Regions from separate parts of the Mus musculus genome. Here region 1 is linked to region 2. Evidence: chromatin contacts called from public HiChIP or PLAC-seq data. All regions are on one chromosome and are shown on one strand. The core of a region is the stretch at or near the end of the contact, and the rest is flanking DNA. Distances in the headings are between cores, read along the strand shown. Region 1 overlaps Ccdc13 (coiled-coil domain containing 13). Region 2 holds the start of Nktr (natural killer tumor recognition sequence).

What was found. HiChIP or PLAC-seq counts read pairs in DNA pulled down with a chosen protein or histone mark.
Region 1: a contact with region 2 is called in an H3K27ac HiChIP or PLAC-seq map of stem cell-derived neural progenitor cells. The contact joins the enhancer-like site here to the promoter of Nktr in region 2. A contact is called at or near these places in 11 of 39 promoter capture datasets (3T3-L1-derived adipocytes, cranial neural crest, embryonic stem cells and 8 more), 3 of 484 Hi-C or Micro-C datasets (the HPC-7 cell line, cerebral cortex and cortical glia), 3 of 115 datasets of contacts at active chromatin or transcription factors (embryonic stem cells and stem cell-derived neural progenitor cells) and 3 of 9 other capture datasets (adipose tissue, liver and pancreatic islet).

What each region holds. Positions count from the first base shown.
Region 1 is chr9:121,821,525-121,824,448 of GRCm38.p6, reverse strand. The region is part of intron 5 of Ccdc13 (coiled-coil domain containing 13); the gene reads left to right. Among named protein-coding and RNA genes, the nearest start is that of Ccdc13, 16 kb to the left of the region's middle. Within about 2 kb of position 1,613, at least 47 of the 459 cell types and tissues checked have an H3K27ac peak or open chromatin away from gene starts, as enhancers often do. A contact at or near this core is called in cerebral cortex, cortical glia, hippocampal neurons and 2 more, where this site is marked.
Region 2 is chr9:121,717,772-121,720,473 of GRCm38.p6, reverse strand. It overlaps Nktr (natural killer tumor recognition sequence), which reads right to left and starts at 1,293. Exons shown (of 17, transcript NM_010918.2): 1 at 1,179-1,293; 2 at 929-1,015. The coding sequence starts at 986.

The DNA of each region.
Region 1 (2,924 bases), core at 364-2,863, 100 kb before region 2:
GTGTGTGTGTGTGTGTGTGTGTGTGTGTGTACACATACATGTGAGGTGTGCACCTGCACATTCATACATGGAGAAGCCAGAGGACAATCTCATGGGTCATCAGGAACGTCATCCACTCCTTTGAGACAGGGTCTCTCTTTGGTCCCAAGCTCAGTACTCAGTACAGGCTGGCTGGTTGAGCTATTTAGCCGGATTAGACTGGATCTTCTGTCCCTGCCCAGCATTGGCATTACAAGCTCTTGGCATCATGCCAGCTGTTTACATGGTACTAAGACTGAATTCAGACCCTCACACTTGCAGTGTAGTGATACAGCTGTCTCCCGGCCTCCTGAGAGCGCAGTGGCCCCGAGCAGCACTGCAGCCTTACAGATCTGTGCCTCGGACCTTGTTTTGTAGCTAGTGAACATGCCACAGATGTCGGCAATGTGAATGTGGCTTTATGAGAGGAAGGTAAGCAGCCATAGATGGGTTGCCAGGGATGTAGAGCCCAAGTCATGTTAAATCTCACCTGTCTGCAGAGTGTCCCAGCATCCACATCAGGGTTTTCTCAAGAAGCCAGACCAACTGTGACAGGTGGCCAAGCCCTGGAACCCCCAGCTCAGTGCCCCTCCTGCTCCATGTTGCCTCTGGCCCATGCCTTAGGATCAGGCCACTGCTTGCTGCTCTTAACAGGAATTTAGTCCTGGGTGTGCAGTGATGGGCCTCTTGGGATGCAGGAATGGGTGTATGAACCAGTCTTCTTGCTAGGGAGGCAGCCACAGTGCTCTTAGTAGGCAGTGTTTTTCATGGCCCTTCCTGGCGAGGAATACTGCCAAGATGTCCTTGATTTATCTGGACCAGTGAGATCCCTTGACTTGAGTTACCCTGGGTGAGAAACTGTTGGGTCCCTTGTTAGCCTGATAGAATTATCTGCCTTGCCACACGGGGATTCATAACTTTGGGTCCATAGAGGGTTCTAAGAGGAAAAGGACTAGCCATGTACAGGAGGGTGTGATGGGCCTTTAGAAATGGGCTAGCCTGAACTGGCAACAGGAGCTCACCCTGCATCTGAGAAGCTGGAGTAGGAGCTATCCTTGTACTACGCTCTGGTGAAGTAGGTGGTGAAGGCCTGCCAAGAGGAACAGTACCTTCAAGGCATAGAGGCTGGGGAGCTGGAACATTGTGCACAGTTGGCTCACCTGGGTGTCAGCTGCTTAGCATTTGGTTTGAGCCCAGAGCTCACAGGCAGGAAAAGGACATGAGCCAACATAAATCAGGGATGGGGGGGGGGTGGTTTCCTGGGTCACTGGAACAGGAATCTCAGATGCATTCTGTAACCAGCTACAAGAGCAGGGATCTCTAATAGAAGAGTGTGCCAGGCTACAGTTCTCATCTTAGCCAGACCAGGTCCTTTCCCTGGTATATACTGCTCAAGGACACGACCAAACCACGTCTGCAACACTGGACCCTGAGGGGCAGCTGCACTCTAGAGGTCTGGCCCCAGTCTCCTCTGAAGCACATTCTAGAGTGCAGGGAAGGCAAGAGGCTTCAGAAGGCTGTGCTATGAGCAGTCAACAATGCCTGTTCCCAGGGCTCTGTAGCTGTCCTTCAAAGGAAACAGCCTGCAGTGGGAGCCAGGCTGGCACATAGCCCCACCTCCCCAAAGCCTGTGTGGTGGCTGGGACAGAGGGTGGGCCAGCTGCTAGGCCTCTCCAGAATGCCATATGGCGTTAGTCACTGTCACCCACCCACCCAAGTCCCTTGCCCCGCCCCAGAGCCTGCCCTAGGCAGTGCCCTTGGCACTCCTCCCGTTGAGTGCCTCTGCGGGCAGATGCGGAGCTGAGGCTGGGAGAGAGCATCAGAGCCTGGCTCCGGGCCACAGTGGCACAGGGGTGACAGGGGGCTAACATGTCCTACAGTGTCCTAAACAGGGCTACCAGGGCTCTCAGTCTCATGACAGGAGGCTCTGAGCGTCAGCAGAGGGCTTCTTAGTCCAGGGTAGATTTAAAGCTACACATAAGCAGAGAGAAGACAGGTGCCTAGCAGAAAAGGGTAGCAGGCAGCCACATGGGCAGAACTCAGAAAATGCGTAGTTTTTCAAAGATCTATTTGCGTTTTTCAGAATTCTCCATTCTGTTAATATTGTTTACATTGATTTTTGACTTTTATCCTGCCAGTGGTATTAAGTGCACCCAGACTTCTGAACCCCATGTCCGGGCCTAGTTTCTATGACTACTGCTTTATAGTAGGCTGTTCCAAGTTCCATGAACTTCCTGGACTTGGTCTGATGGACCTCTCTTTCACACTAGCATTTACAGGAGTTTCTGATTGTTCCACTAAAAAACACCCAAAAGATTCAAAAGCCCCCGTTATGACCACCCTATTCCCAAAAAGTCCAGGCCCCTGGTCCACTGGGGCAGGAACAGAGGTCTTAGCAAGGCCTGATGGGTATTTAGCTTGCTAACCAACCTCTCTGTTGCCGTGACAATCTATGGCACCATTGGCAGCAGAAGCTGAGCTTGGGAGACTTGGCCAAGACAAGGGTTCTAATCCCATTGAACCATCCCAACCCCATGCATTCCAGGGCAGCTCTGCTCTTTTCTAGACTCGATTTTTGTTGCAGATGGAAGGAGCTTGAATAGTTTGATCATGGAGGTCCCAGGAATATCTAAGACAGAGAGACAGGTAGTATAATAATCCAGCATTTGCCTTAAACATATCATCACCATCGTCACCATCATTAAAACAGCGTCTCTCTGTGTGGCCCTTGCTGGCCTGGAACTCACTCTGCAGACTAGGCTGGCCTTGAATTCATAGAGATCTGCCTGCCCTTGGCTCCCAAAGGCCACCACACCCAGCTCAGATGATTTTTTTTTTAAAGATTTATTTATACGAGTACACTGTAACTATCTTCAGACACTCTGGAAGAGGGCATCTGATTCCAT
Region 2 (2,702 bases), core at 44-2,543:
GAAAAACAGAACGTTTAAGATCGCTCCAATCCTTTGTTCAGAACCGTCACCGTCTTCCTTTTATCCTAGAGCCTGAGTTTTCCTTATTCTGTTCCCTCTACTCCAGCCAGACCGGGACCTTCGCTTTCCCTCAAGAAACACAAGCGCTGTCTCAGAACCCAAGCTAACCGTTGGCTGCCACTACCAAGCACAGTTCTCAAAGGCGTCCCTCCACAGGTTCGGCTTCGCACCTACTCAAATGTCATCTTCTCAAGATGGCCTTTCTCGCTCACCGCCTGACTAAAACAGCACTACTGGAGGGAATGCGGTTTTTACCCCTTCACTTCCTGCCTCTTTCCCCCAGGACGTCAACATAAAAGAAGCAGCAGCCCTGCTTTAGTCACTGCTGCCCTTCCAGAGCCCAGGACAAGCAGCTCTCCTGCGAGTCCACTGCGACCTAAGACGTGGCGCACACCACACACCTCCAGTTAAGATCCCTGTCGGTTGAGAACCGCGCATCCGTACACATGTTCCTGCTCGATACACACGCGACCTTTACATGTGTGCGCACCGATGTGTGCAGCAGCCACCTCTCTGCACACAGAGACGTCGACGCCTCGGGATTAATGAATGGCTGCACACTGGACTTCCAAAAAAAAAAAAAAAAAAACCAAACATCGCGGCCGCAGCCTAGGAGCAATCCCGGGGCTACAGAACCCGCACAAGCCCTTCAGTCTCTCCTCTCCAGCCACGTCTCCCGGAGCCAGTACATTCTCGGGAAGGCTCCCGAGGGACAGCGGAGGGCAGCTGGCCGGCTCGTGACCGCGGCGGCTCCGCAGCTCTGGCCGGCCGAGCCCGCCCCGCCCCGCCCCCGCCCGGCTCCGGCTCCGGCTCCGCCGCGTCCACTTCCACCCCGACCCGGGCCCACAGAGGGGCCCGCCCCGCTCACCCGGTTCCCGGTTGATCTCGATGTCGAAGTGACACTGCGGCCGGTCCTGGGCGCCCATCGCGAGCGCAGCAGCGGGACGGCGGCGAGCTGCGGACAGGGAGGAGGGCGCTGAGGGCAGGCGGGCGGCCGGGCGGGGCGGGGCCCGGCCCGCCTGACAGGGACGCGGCCGACGAGAGGCCGCCCCACCCTGCCCACCCGCCCGCCCGCCCACCCCAGCCGCGGCTACCCGCGCTCCCGTCGAGCTTCTCACCTGGCCGCACAGCTCCGGAGAACGCCCTGCCGGCGCCGCCGGAGCCTAACGTCACCAACGGAACGCCACCTCTTCCCCGTGAGGGCCAGCCGGCGAGCGCCACGCCAGAGCTCGCGAGGCCGGACGCAAGCGTCGCGAGAGTTCGTCTCGCCGCCGAGCGGGGTGTGGGGTCGGAGTAGGCGGTCCGCGCCAGGGCTCTCGTGCCCCGCCCCTCAGGATCCCCTGTCCAATCCCGAGTGCGCAGACGTGTGCGAGCTGTCAACCACGGCTCACTCATGCAGCACCGCGAGATTTCTGATTGCGTGGCCAGTGGATGAACGCAGGGTGAATCCCAGGCTTCCGGCCGACGTGGCGGGTGACCTGTTCTCTCTCGTGGTTGATGCGGTCACGCTGTTTGTCTCGCGTTAAAAGAATCGAGGACCAGATGGAGCCAGATGTGCCTCCCTTGCCCGCCAGGGTGAGACGAGGCTGGCCGCCGGCTCGAGGCCAGCCTGGGTCACTTGAGGCTTTCTCAGAAATACAACGAAAGGAAACAAAAATCAAGGCAACAACAAAACCCCGAAGCAAAACACAAACCGTAGCGTTTACACCTGCGCACCAGCGCTTGGTGGGTAAAGGCAGGAGATTCAGAAGTTCAAGGTCAGCCTGAGATACCTGAGACCTGTGAAGAAACCAAACCAGTTGACAGGAGCGATGGTCTAGCAGTTAAGATGGTCTAGAGGCCGCTTTTGCATTGGACCTGGTTCAAAGCCCAGCTCAATAACCGCATGGTGGCTTACAACCATCTCGTTTCAGGGTTTCCATCGCGCTCCCCTGACCTCCGTGGACACCAAGCATGCACATGGTGCCCAGACATACATGCAGGCAAAACAGAAAGTAAAACCTTACAAAAGGAAAGTCTGTGAGCAATAATACACAGCCTTTAATCCCAGCGGCTCGAGAGGCAGAGGTAGGTGGCTCTCAGTCTGAGGTCAGTCAGTTCTACATATTGTCTTCCTGGCCAGTCAGGGCTAGGTAGATCCTGTCTCAAAACAAAAGGTACACAATAAGAATGTGCTGTTGGGGCTGGCGAGATGGCTCAGTGGTTAAGAGCGCCGACTGCTCTTCTGAAGGTCCCGAGTTCAAATCCCAGCAACCACATGGTGGCTCACAACCATCCATAATGAAATCTGATGCCCTCTTCTGGAGTGTCTGAAGACAGCTACAGTGTACTTACATATAATAAATAAATCTTTTTTAAAAAATGTGCTGTTGTAGAAAATTTTAATCACAATCAGTGTTGAGGTTGGGTCTGTTACATAAAGCAAAATTCCATATCCAAAAACCTAAACCTACGAGTGACTTACCGTCTTTCCAAGCTTTTGTACCTTGTTCCTTAATTTAAAACTGTTGGTTAAATAAAATTGGCTACAGCCAATTACTGGAGGGATTCGAGGTAGGTGGATTTTGAGTTACCTGGGTGGGAAGAGTAAGGAGAAAAGAGAGACCAAGTGTAGAAGGAGGAATGGGAGAGAGGAAGCCCCC